2 separate regions of the Mus musculus genome follow, and region 1 is linked to region 2. The links are chromatin contacts, called in public promoter capture Hi-C maps. All regions are on one chromosome and are shown on one strand. The core of a region is the stretch at or near the end of the contact, and the rest is flanking DNA. Distances in the headings are between cores, read along the strand shown.

The links. Capture Hi-C pulls out chosen DNA fragments and counts their contacts.
Region 1: a promoter capture Hi-C map of liver shows a contact between it and region 2, with 4 times the contacts expected there. The contact joins the promoter of 3830408C21Rik here to the promoter of Nln in region 2. A contact is called at or near these places in 3 of 39 promoter capture datasets (hippocampal neurons, liver and pre-B cells), 1 of 484 Hi-C or Micro-C datasets (CD4 T cells), 2 of 115 datasets of contacts at active chromatin or transcription factors (astrocytes and forebrain) and 3 of 9 other capture datasets (adipose tissue, embryonic stem cells and liver).

What each region holds. Positions count from the first base shown.
Region 1 is chr13:107,020,071-107,026,154 of GRCm38.p6, forward strand. 3830408C21Rik (RIKEN cDNA 3830408C21 gene) reads left to right here and starts at 2,500. Exons shown (of 4, transcript NR_015471.1): 1 at 2,500-3,912. Kif2a (kinesin family member 2A) reads right to left here and starts at 2,285. Exons shown (of 21, transcript NM_001374727.1): 1 at 1,942-2,285. The coding sequence starts at 2,005.
Region 2 is chr13:104,105,563-104,112,279 of GRCm38.p6, forward strand. It overlaps Nln (neurolysin (metallopeptidase M3 family)), which reads right to left and starts at 4,052. Exons shown (of 13, transcript NM_029447.2): 1 at 3,854-4,052. The coding sequence starts at 3,894. Sgtb (small glutamine-rich tetratricopeptide repeat (TPR)-containing, beta) reads left to right here and starts at 4,179. Exons shown (of 11, transcript NM_144838.2): 1 at 4,179-4,407; 2 at 5,508-5,627. The coding sequence starts at 5,528.

The sequences.
Region 1 (6,084 bases), core at 1,250-3,749, 2.9 Mb after region 2:
AAGGAAAACAAAAGCAGCCTCTTGAAAGTGAAAAGAAGGAGCACGTGGAAGAGTCTCATGGAGACGGAACTGAACACTTTTAATCCCAGTGATTTCCTTTGAAAGTCACCCGATTTTCAGGGCTGAGGATGTAGTTCAATCAGTGAATGCTTGATCCTGGAAACCTCACAAATTGGCAGGAAGCAGGAGCTGTTCAGGGTCCTCAGCTATAAAGCAAGTTCAAGGCCAGCCCGAGATCATAAGGTCTCCCAAACTAAGAAATTCTAAATGTTGTTTTTACAAAGTTACCTACTTTGGCTCCCTGGCATTATGTAAGTATTTACATGATGTATAAGCATTTACACTATCAGTTAGGACAATACACAATGTACACACTTACTTCCTGAGGAAAATACTTTTGAAAATACAAAGCTTTTGTGTATCACAATTTCTGCTATAGGCTGAAATTAAAGACTGAAAGAATATTATAAACCTATATCCTAGAATCACCAAAGAACCAAAATTACTTCAATGCATAATTAAAAAAATGGCATCTCAGATAAAATCACTTGACTATAGAGCTATTTTGTAATGATTTTAGTTAAGATCTTTAAGACTGTAAAGAATATACAGTTTATTATACTTCAAGTTTTGAATTAACATGTAAGTCCTATATTTGTTAACATACTGCCAACCTACATTCACCAAAAAATAAAATGGCATTAGACAGCATAATGATTGCAAGAAAGTCATCTTCAGAGAATTGATAAAGCAAACTCCAATCCAAGTAAAGAAAGTATCCCTTTTCCGTTTGGTAACTTCTAAAGCTCTACAAGTTATAATGTATTTTCTCAAAAATATATAATACACAAAATAATCCTTCCAGTTACCAAATTACTTCAGCTGCAAAGAGGGAGAGAAAAAAAAAATCACTAACCACTTCCAACACATCATAAATAACAGGAAAACCAATCTACTCATGTATACTGATGTGACTTGATCAAATTTGGTAGAAACCAAGAAATGGGTGTTTTGGCCATGCCCTTATTAATTGCGGTAAAGGATGGTGAATAGGCCACAATTAAGTAAAAGGAATTGGGTACAAGTGAGATGCAGTCAAGAATCAATTCCTAACACTAGCATTTCATTCATCCCCTTCTACTCAGTTATTTCATTTACAATATGGATGATTTTCACTTTACACTTAGAAGTGATAAAAATATTTCCCCCCTACGAGGAACCTACAGCAACATCCATAAGCAGCCTATGGGTCTTTTTTTTTAAATGAATTAAACATGTCTCTTCCCCTCGCCTTACACTTCTCTCAGTTACCTCCCCAGGGTGTGAAAATATCAACATCCGGTCGCCCACCCTCTCAGGAGTGTCTCCCGTGGACTGCGTCCATCCTCTCTCCATCCTCTCCTTCCCTTTCAGTAGCATCACCTTGGTGAAGCGTACCGAGTATTTCTTTCCCGTTACTCCCCCACCCCTTTTCATGGCCGAGTGCAGCCTTCTCTGCACTTGGATCAGCAGAAGAAAGCAGCATGCTTGGGGGAGAACAGGCAAAGAGGCCTGACAACCGGATAGCACTTAACAACAACCGGATGGCTCCCCAATGGCCTCTGGCTGCCAGTCGGGTCTCTCGGTGCCGACATCCCCGATCTTCACGCTACCACCCTTTCCACGCCACCGAGGCAGAGACCGGTAAAAGGCAGAGTAGAGGCAGCGCGAGGCACGGGCAACCCTAACGGAGTCCCCTGGGGGGAGAGGACCGCGAACCCGGGAGCGGCTCCCGCCCTGCGGCCGGGGCCCCGCACTGCAGCGGCGCCCGGGCGGACCCCACGCCCGCCTCACCCGCACAACGCCGCACACAAAAGCGCCGGGCCGCCGCCTTCCCGCCCCCACAACCCGTAGAGCAATCAAAGGGGCAGCCGGCCCGACGCGGCCAGAGGCGCGGCTCACCATCGCTGCGCTTGATCTCCACGTAAATCCCGATCTGGATCTTGCCGAAGTTGGCCGTTGCCATCACCTCATCCGGAGCGGCGGCAGGCGGGCGAAACAGGCGGGGAGGGGGCGGGGTGGCGGCGGGAGGGGCAGCGGTGGCCCGCGTCCGCGCCGGTCCGGGAGGCAGCGTGGACGCGAGCGGGGCCGCGGCGAGAGCGGCGGCGGACGAGCGGGCTGAAGCCCCGGGCCTGCGGGCGGACGGGCGGACGGGCGGGCGGACGGGCGGGCGGGCGGGCGGGCGCGCACGCCGGGCGTCCGGGTGAAGCGAGGGCCGCAGCCGTGAGGCGGCGCGGGGGAAGAGTGGGAGGGCTCGCGCCGCCCGCCCCTACGGACGCTGGAGAGGCGGGGCGCCGCGCGCCTGCGCACACCCGGCGGCCCGCGGCTTCCTGCCGTGCGCCCGCGCGCTCGGGCTGCAGGCGGCCCCGCCCAGCTCGGCTGCGGCCTGGCGGCGGGCGGGGCTGAGCCGTCCGCGGGAACGGGAACGGGAACGGGAGCGCGCGCGGCCCGGCCGGGTACGAACCCGCGCCGGGTTTGATTCCGCACGCGGCGGCCTACGAGGCGCGGGAAACGACTCGCGACGTCCTTCCAGAGCTCCCGCTCCGCGTGCACGCTGCCGCAGGAACGGGTTGAGGGCCGAGTGGGATCGAGGCTTTCGGGGCGCGGGACTGAGGGGCACTGACCGATTAAAGAACTGGCTCAGTGCATTTCTGTGGCTGTCAGATCGCATGCCACTCCGGGGCAGCCGGTCCTTGAGGAACCTTATTAAGGCCGGGGCATGCCTGGTTCAGGCTTCCCATCAATTATGGAGGGTCGAAAGGGTGTCGTCCACCCTGAGTAGGAACGAAGACCTCCCCTTGCCCTTTACTTCCCAGCTCATTGCAATTCAAAGCGAAGCCCTCCTGGGCTACCAGCGGGCCTGTCCTGCTATCCTATTGCTTCAGTAGAGCTCAAGGCTTACTTGCCCTAGTCTCTAACTCCAGCAGCTATGACTCAAAATCAGAGCAGAGACTTGAAGAACGTTGAATAATGAGCCTCTTCTGCAGTCATGTGGCTGAGCTGACTACAGCAACATGGAGAGTGCCAAGCAGAGGGGGCCAGGTAGACAAGCGTGTAAACTGAAGTGTAACCTCCACCAGCTTTGTCGTAAATTCTTTGTAGAATGACTTACTACTCTCCTCAGTTACTCCCTGCCTGCCCATTCCTGCATCTTGGTTTCTTCATCTTCCCCCATGATCTAGGATAATATGATCTCTTCTCCTTCCCCCTGATTATTTAAATCTTCCTCTCACCTCCCTACATTTTTCACTTGTTATTTACTTTTTTTTTTTTTTTTTTTTAGATAGGGTGTCATTTGACCTAAGCTGGCCTTAACCATGCTATGTAGTGAGGATAATCTTGAATGCCTTACTGGTGTGAGCCATCACTTCTAGTTTATGTGGTACTGGGGATAGAATCCAGGACTTTGTACGTGATGAGAGCATTGTGGATGAGAATGGTTCATGTGCTTGAATACTTTGTCCCCATTGTTGGAACTGTTTGGGAAGGATTAGGAAATGTGCCCTTATTAGAGAAAGGGTTTCACTAGGATCAGGCGCTGAGGTTTCAAAAGACACCATTTAGAGTTAGCTTTCTAGACCTCTTACTTGTGCATCAAGAGGTGAGCGCTCAGGTGTTGAGGCCAGCATGCCTTTGTTCCACCATCATGGACTTCAAACCTAGGAAACCATAAGCACAGTGAAACACTTTTGTTTTGTCGGTTGTCTTGGTCATGGTGCTTTATCCCAGAAAGAGAGGCAACTACAACACCAACAAGCAAGTGTTCTACCAAGTGAGCTAAACTGCTAGCCCTGAAAGCCTACTGTCTTTGTAAAACCTGCTCCACCCACTCCAGCCTAGATGACTCTTCTGCCTAGGGATTCTTGCAAAGTGGTAAGTATCACTTTGTAAATAGACATGTTTGATCTATAACTATGTATACATAGGAACTTTTCTTTTTTTTCAAAGATTTATTTGTTAATATTTATATGAGTACACTGTAGCTGTCTTCAGACACACTAGAAGAGGATAGTAGATCCCATTATAGGAGATTGTGAGTCACCACATGGTTGCTGGAATTGAACTCAGGACCTCTAGAAGAGCAGCCAGTGATTAATGCTCTTAATCGCTGGGTCTTGCGCGCGCTCGACTGGCCAGGAAGAACGACGCTGCAACAGGATCCTTCTGCACAAGTTTATTGGGAGAGCTTGATTGTAGAGGCGAAGAGACCCCGAGCCCAGAACTGGTGCTGCTTTTATAGGCCTAGGAGAGGCGTGTCTCACACCCGGATTGGTTATGCACTACGCCTCATTTGCATGTTCCTTATCTGATTGGCTACTCTCTCTCTCTGTACCTCACAGAGCCTCATTATCATACCTCATTTGCATGTCTCACATCTGATTGGTTACTCTCTCAGTACCTTACAGAACCTCATTATCATACCTCATTTGCATGTCTCACATCTGATTGGTTATACTCTCAGTACCTTACAGAACCTCATTATCATGCCCGGGCCAGGCAGTGTCTTTGCAAAAAACTTTACTGCATATGTACACATTGGTTGTTTGTCCAAACTTATGCGTGGTGGCCAGCAGTAGTCAGTGCCACTCTGCAACGGCACATGTGGCTTCCCACAACTGGGCCTCTCTCCAACCCTTCCTCATCACCTCCTCCTCTCTCTGTCTCTGTCTCTGTCTCTGTCTCTTTCTCTGTCTGTCTGTCTGTCTCTCTCTCTCTTTCTCTCTCTCTCTCTCTCACACACACACACACACACACAAATTCTTATTGCATGGAATAATCCTGGACAGAACCAACTTAAGGGGAGAGAAGTTTAGTTTTGCCCAGAATTCAAAGGATACAGTCCATTGTGGTGCGGAAGACATGTCAGTGGGAGTGTGTGACAGAGGTACCTCACCTGTTGGAAGATCAGGGAGCAGAGAATGGGACTGGTCCCTGGGCTGAGATATAGCCTCAAGTTTTGTCCATTGGTCAATATCTACCAGCTAAGCCCCATGTTCCAAAGGTTTCCATAGTCTACCGAAACAGTACCATCCAGCTGGATGAAGACCGTGTGTGCCAAAGCCCCATGGGGCCTGTGTCATATTCAAACCATAGCATTATGGTCATTTGTCCTCCATGTTTAAAGTTCTGAAATGCCAATGGAACATAGGTCGCATAAAGTAATATAAAAGTAACTTTTACTCTCTTGTAATAATTGTCATCTCGGAGGCTTACTGCTTCCGACTGCTAACCTGTGCCTTGTCCCAGGAGCTTCTAGCCTCCTTACAATCTAATCTAGACCTAGCGTGTTTTCAGCCCCTGAGACTTTGTGCCGACTAAGCGACTAAGCTCACCCTTCCTTTTTCTTTCTGATCTCTGGCCGGCTGTTTTGTCTCAAACTCCTCTCAAGCTCACTGATTCAATCTGGCTTCTCTGCATGTCTGGCTTTTTGCTCTGCTTGGTCTTGAACTATCTTTGGCAATCTTCTGGCTCCTTCTCATTCTCTGGCTCATTCTATCTTCACCTGTGTCTAGCTTGTTCTCTCTTCAACCTGTCTCTGTAAAACTGTCCTAGGAAAACTGCCCTCTTCTTTCCAATTCTCTTTTTGTGCTGCTCTGTTCTCCCTCTCAATTCTGTCTTGTTCTCCACAAACTACTGTGTTCCTGTACCACACTCCCCTCCTCCTGTGCTCTCGGTCTCTCCCTCAAGTGGCTTCCTTTTCCTCTCTCTTCTCATGAGAGTTGGGCAGATCTTATTGTGTCAGATCTTTCTCTGACTCATCATTTTTCTGTCCTCTCAATGAGACATCACTTACAAACTCGGATGCTTCCTTCTCCCAACGAACTTTCCCTTCATTGTCTGAGATTAAAGGTGAATACTAAGGGCATGTCTGTATTCCAGCCAGAGGGATTAAAAATGTGTGCAAAGGGCTGAGCCACACCCTAACTAGAAACAGTTTCAAATATCCTTTCACAAAGTAACATGCTGTTAACATTAAGTAGTATAAATGTACTTAAAGCATTTCGGATTCAGTTTTCTGTTAGAATTCTGAGGTTTTTTGCTTGA
Region 2 (6,717 bases), core at 2,802-5,301:
AAACAAAAAGACCTGGCCCAGATATGCCCAAATACCAGAGTAAACAGGAAAAAGACAACAGAAGCCTCACATGTTACTTACTATCAACTTTTTGGGGAGGGTAGCATTTGAAACAACAGATTCTATATTAGTCATTTAAGCTCAAAGTTAAGGACTACTTCTGTATATGATGACTGTCCTAGTCACTGCTGGATTGCTGTGAAGAGACACCAAGACCAAGACAACTTTAATTGGGGGCTTTCTTACAGTTTCAGAGGCTTAGTCCATTATCATCGTGGTGGTAGCCAGGTGTAGTGTTGAGATCTAACCTGATCCAGAGAGAGGGGGAGGGTAGAAGAGAGGCTGACTGGCATGGACTTCTGAAACCTCAAAGCCAACCCCCAGCAATACATTTCCTTCTACCAGACCACACCTATTCCAACAAGGCAGCCCTTCCTAATCCTTCTCAAATAGTATTCAAATACGAGCCTATGGGGGCCAGTCCCATTCAAACCACCACAGTGACTATTATCTACGTCTTCAAGTGACATACGAGTTAATATACTTACAGTAGATTACTAATACTAACCACTCCTTTCTACGCGCCGCCCCCCCCCCCCCCCGTTTCTTCGAGGCGGGTTTTACTCTGAGACCCAGGATAGCCTGGAACTCATAATCTTCCTCCCTCAAGCTATCACATGCTGAGATAGCAGGCACATACCACCATACCTGGCATATTACTAACTTCTAAGAAGATAACAATTTTGAGGCTTTTTATATATTTATTTCTTTGCATGCATGAATGAAGAGTCAGTCAATGCTGAGTATATAAGCAGTTTTCCACACTTGGAAGGCAAACAATAAGGCCACAGGTTTGTAGAGTGGACCCTGAGACCAGGTCAGGGAAAACATGAGGTGCAGAATGTTCCAGAATACTGAAGCTTATAATACGATTTTTGCTTCATAGATCTTTGTGGCGATAATGAAACCAATGGTGTATAAAACTGTTGCCATCTTTGCACTTAAAACTATTACTAACATTGGTAGACAAATTCAAGGCCTCACACTCCTGCTAAAAAGAATCTCAGTTGTATTTTAGGATACTCTTGCACTAACTACTGTTTATTAAGCCTCAACTCTTCACTGTGGACGTACGGCCAGACACATACACCTCTGAACAATGGTGTTCCAGTGGAACTGACTGCACAAATCACAGCATCTGTCAAAGTGAATGAACTGTGAGCCAAAAAACACCTTTTCTCCTCCCTTTCTTTTCATTGAATACCTTTTTTTTTTTAAGAAATTAACAAATTTGTTTGATACTGGGTCTTACCACATACGCTGAGCTGGCCTTCAACTCTTGATCCTATTGTCCATGTCTTCAACGCTGAGATTACAGGAGTGTGTTGCTATACTTGATTATAATACTATTTTTAATGACAAACAAATCAGAATTATTCTGTTTGTCCATCCAGTTATAGTCTATGGGTTCAATTCCAGCACAACAAGAATTGTGGGTTTAGAATGCCAGTAGGTGTGTGAGGTGGATCATACTTGTTATCGCAGCAACTGGGAGGCTAAGACATGAGGACTGTGAATTCAAGGCCAGCCTGGGCTTTATAGAGCAAGACCCTGTCTCAAAAACAAAACAAAACAAACAAAATAACAAGCAAGCAAACAAGCAAAGCTATCCCCATTGAAGTAATCAAGTGAGACTGTCACTTCAAGGAAAAATACAAGGATGTAGTCACTAATAAAATTCCAGGCTTCCAATGAAAACTAGAATGTTGGAGAATAGGATCTACTACAGTGAGCACTTGAAGACTTCTAATAAAAATGGATGGTAACCCTGAGGAATGTAACATTAGACAGTATGTAATAAAATAGGTCAACATCAGAAAAACTCCATAGCACAGCCACTTATTCCCAAATGAACTGTGACTGGAGTTTCAAAATTATGCAGAGTACCCTCCCAATTTAAAGATACACCAAGTGAACTTAGCATAGCAGCATAAGTAGAGTCAGTGGTACACGCCCCGAACTCTACTCTGCAGCTCACCCTTAAAAAACCAAGCACTGACCATGGTTACTTTAGAAAGCTATTAAAATATTCTTCTCTTGGGCTGGAGAGATGGCTCAGTGGTTAAGAGCACTCACTGCTCTTCCAGAGGTCCTGAGTTCAATTCCCAGCAACCACATGATGGTTCACAACCATCTGTAGCGGGATCTGATGCCCTCTTCTGGTGTGTCTGAAGACAGCTACAGTATACTCATATAAATAAAATAAATAAAGCTTAAAAAAATTCTTCTCTTTCTACCTATATATGAATGTGAAGTAAGGTTTTCCTTCTTAAATCAAAATAAAATGGAGAAACAGCTTAAATGTACAGGTATGTGTAGTAATCAAGCCATTTTGTATTAAGTCACTCCAGCATCCACTGACAAGATAAATGGAAAAATACGCATATATTTATTACTACTTGATAAACATTAATCTTTATGAATGTCCCAGTTTTTTTTTTAAAGATTTATTTATTTATTATTATATGTAAGTACACTGTAGCTGTCCTCAGACACTCCAGAAGAGGGAGTCAGATCTCGTTAAGGATGGTTGTGAGCCACCATGTGGTTGCTGGGATTTGAACTCTGGACCTTCGGAAGAGCAGTCGGGTGCTCTTACCCACTGAGCCATCTCTCCAGCCCGAATGTCCCAGTTTTAATTGTATATGGTTAACTATCGGTAGATATAATCGACAACAACAAAATTAATGTTCCTAGGTTTTCAGCAATTTTTAAAGGTAAAGGGGTCTTAATATTAAAAAGTTAGAAAAGAGAGCTAGCAGCGTTATAATGGAAATTTATTCTCTCTTCTTGCTTTCCATTAAATGGAAAAAAGAACTTCATTTGACAGCTTTACCACTTCCAGCCTGGAGACCAGAAAACAACAAACCTTGCTCAAATAATGGTCACAGTCATCAGGTGAACTCTGAAGAATCACTATTGTCCCCTGGGTGCACAAGGGCTAAGGAACACAGTGATCCACGCAGATGAGTGGCAAAGCACAATAGAAAATGACGAAAAGCAGAAATGCTGATGGTTGAAATAGTTGTGTGCACATCTACAAACCCCACAAAGTTCTTTTTTCCCCGTTGAACTTTCACATGAAATTTCAGTGTAAGGCAGATTTGGCAATGGGAGGTGGTGGCGGCTTTGTTCCCGAAAACCCGGCATATCCGTGCAAAGAATTTAATTCTCTCACCATTTTGCTACTGGTCTGTTGCAGAGGGGTGTGGTTAGAGCGCTAGGAAGCAATTCAAACCGTGTCCAAGCAACAATTCTGGACCAAGTCAATTTGCCAGGTTAAGAGATCGAATGTTTTAAGGAAGGAGGGATATAAAAATGAAGTTAGAAAGCAAGGACGGAAATAAGTATGAAAACCAAAGCGGTCTCGGGTGTATATTAAACGCCTGGACCGCTAACAAGTGCATGAGGTGCGTACGAAAATGCTTGCTTTCTGGAGTCCACAGCTGCGGCACTCTCTGTATCAGGTCCGCAGGTCTGAAGGGCGCGTCGGTCTATCCTTCCGTATTTATTTTGGGTTGGGTCTGTGAACCCAACAATTCTCACAGACTGCGGCTGAAGCAATCCCAAACAAAGGGGAAAGGACGGCCTCCTGGGGGAAGCGGCAAGGGAAAGGTGGCCCCAGGTTGCTGCACCAGGTGTCCCTACAGAGTCCATCAAGCAGGCAGAGGGAAAGAACAGTCCCAGAGGCATCCTGGGTGGGTGTAGTAGGGCTGCACCAGGCCCCACGGCTGTCGTCGACAGACGACCCCACCCTTGCCCACGGTCAAGGTTAACCCGCCCACTAGAGTACCTGTGGAGGCCTCGCAGAGCCGAAAGGCACAGGGTGATCATGGGCAGGCCGGGAGGCCGGCAGCAGCTGGCGCGTGGTCCTCCGGCTTGGTAGGTGCAGGAGGCGGGCGGTGGAGTCTGCGAGCCCGGAAGCCGAGAGCGGGCAGAGCGGAGCAGACCAGATCTCGAGACTGAGGCCGCTAGCCAGCGCCCTCCCACGTGCTGCAGGCCCACGCCTACGCCGTGGCCCCGCCCCTAGCCCCGCCCCGCATCCGGCTCCGTCCCCGCCCCGAGTCCATCGCCCCGCCCCTCTCTCTGCCCCGCCTCCACCCCACCCCTCCGTGCCCTGCTCCGCCCCTGGGGCGGATCCAGCAAGCACTGTCGTCCGAGAGCCTTGCGAGCAGCCGGGTGGGCTGAGGGGGCGGCGGCGGCGGCAGCATTGGAGCGGGGGAAGTTTGGGAGCCGTGGCCCCCTCTGCGATCCAGAACACCGCTCAAGCCCCGAGGACCGCGGGGACAGGCGGACCCGCTTCCCGACGCCCCCGGGCCCGCAGCCGTCATCTCGTGTCCTCTCGTGGTAAGGGGCTTCTCTCTGGAAAGGGTGCGTCTCCCGCAGCCCCAGATGGAGGCCTGCACCGCGCACCCCCTGCAAACACTGTCTGGGCTGAGGCAAAGCCGGGGTACAACGGGGAGGGAACCATGGGGGTGGGAGGTGGATGTGATTGGAGATGTAGGAGGGGAAGCTTGGAGGAGGTTGGACAGCTCTCCCCACCCCCATTCTGTTTCCCTCTTCTGCCCCGGGTCCTTAGTCAGAGAGTGAAATAACCTCTCTGGCCTAGGGAGTAGATTCGCCTTTAAAAGAAGTACAAAGCTAATAAACATCCTAGAAGCGGGTACCACACCCTGGCTGTGAATTAGGGATCCCGGGGAGCAGATTGCTGATACGATTTAGTGGAAATAAGCCATTAATGCCACCTGGCCCTGCGCCACTGTTTGGATGCATAGTATTCCATGTGAATGAACGCGGCCAGGAGCTTCCAGCTTGTCCACGAGAGCACAGCTACTGCAGGCAGGGGCAGATCGGTTTGTACTATCTATCGGGTTAGACGGTGATTTCTGACCAGTGTACTGATTAAATAGAAACGCCGGGTTTTAACAATAACACTCAATGGTTGAATAACCTTTCCACAGAGCCTTGTCGTCAGCAAGTGACTCTTAACCTACAAAAGTAGTAGAGTATAAATGATTAATACATTAAAAAAAATCTCTTGGAATAAAGGAAGATGCTCTCACTATGGCTCACATTCTGAGTCAGCAGTACGAGATCTCCCTCAACTTAGAAGCGAGGCCTTTCAAGGGTGATTCTCCATATGTCTGCACTCCTATACTTTCTTGTATCTGTATCATATATGCTGTTAAGACACGGTGAGCTCTAGGCGTTGCTACACATGTTTTGAAAATCTGTCTTTGTTATTTTTATTTTTTTACTGATGCAAGCTTTAACATAGTTGAATAGTGCTGGGTCTGAATGAGCATGTGGAATACATGACTATAACCACTTGTGCTTTCTGGACCCTTTAAAGAGAGAAAAGTAATCAAGGTAATGAATATTTTTGCTTTTATTGCTTTGAACTTGGTGGATGACCCTTGTTATTTTCTTCTTCTTTTTTAATCAAGGAGATATTTAAGCGTCTAAAATGTCATCTGTGAAGCCCCTAGTTTATGCAGTTATTCGTTTCTTGCGGGAACAAAGTCAGATGGATGCATATACTTCTGATGAACAAGAAAGTTTGGAAGGTAGGCACCTATTGTTTGTGTCCTAATTTTGTAAAGAAATACTAAAATAGCTACAATCCAAAGCTTATGGTTTTTAATAACAAAATCAGAATATTTTGTTGAGAGGCTTAACTAGATATGTTATTTCCATTTTTTGAGGTTTGTTTTAACTAATAGGAAATAGGACTATTTGTCTACTGAAAAATTACTGTCAGAAGTATGTCATTCATATTTTAGGGAAGTTTTTCATCATGGGAACATTATCCCCAATGAACAGACTAGGAAATTAGATTGTTTAAGCAGCAGAACGGCTACCATGTAACAAAGCTGATGTTTACATTCAAATCTATACTTCAAAGATTTCCCCCTATTTTCCTAATAGCAAAGAATCTCATTCTGAACATACGAAAATACCTTAGTCATGGCAATAGCACCGTGTTAAAAACAAAACAACTCAGTAATTAATTAGTACTGTTACCGAACTCTAGCAAACGGTGCTTTGGAGGATGAGAGAATTTCGCCCTTGTTTTCCGTGAGCTTTAAATCTTGGATTCAGTAAAGCTAAGCAGGACTGGAGGAGCACCATGGCATTTCCTTGACGCCATCACTTCATGTTTATGCATTATAAAATTTTAACTCGGTATAGCCATAAGAAGGCAAAACGATATAGACAGGCTGGTGAAAGTTCAGTGAGCCTAGCTTCCTTGTGGTCTGCAGACTTAATTATCACAATGGGAGCACACTGGGGAGAGCTTAATAAATAGCAGGCAGGTTGGAATTCCCTTCTCCGAGCTGCCTCTCCTATAGAGGGGATCATCTATTAATTCTGTATACTTCCTTTGTCGACATGCTTTAAGTTAGATGTACATCAAAGTTGGGTATTTGTTCCTCTGGTGAGATGATGTCTTTCCAGGCGACAATGAGAGGAGGGGGTGAGGCACAGTGGGAGGACATTGCAAATTCGCCCATTTAATATTAAGGTCTTTGTCCTCTCTGATCATCAGACCTCGGGAAAGATAAAGGTAGTTTGGCTATCAAAGGAAAGTCTTGATTGCAGTTGCTCTGTAGCAACAGAGGAAGGCAATCACATAATTAAAAAAAGATATTTCTC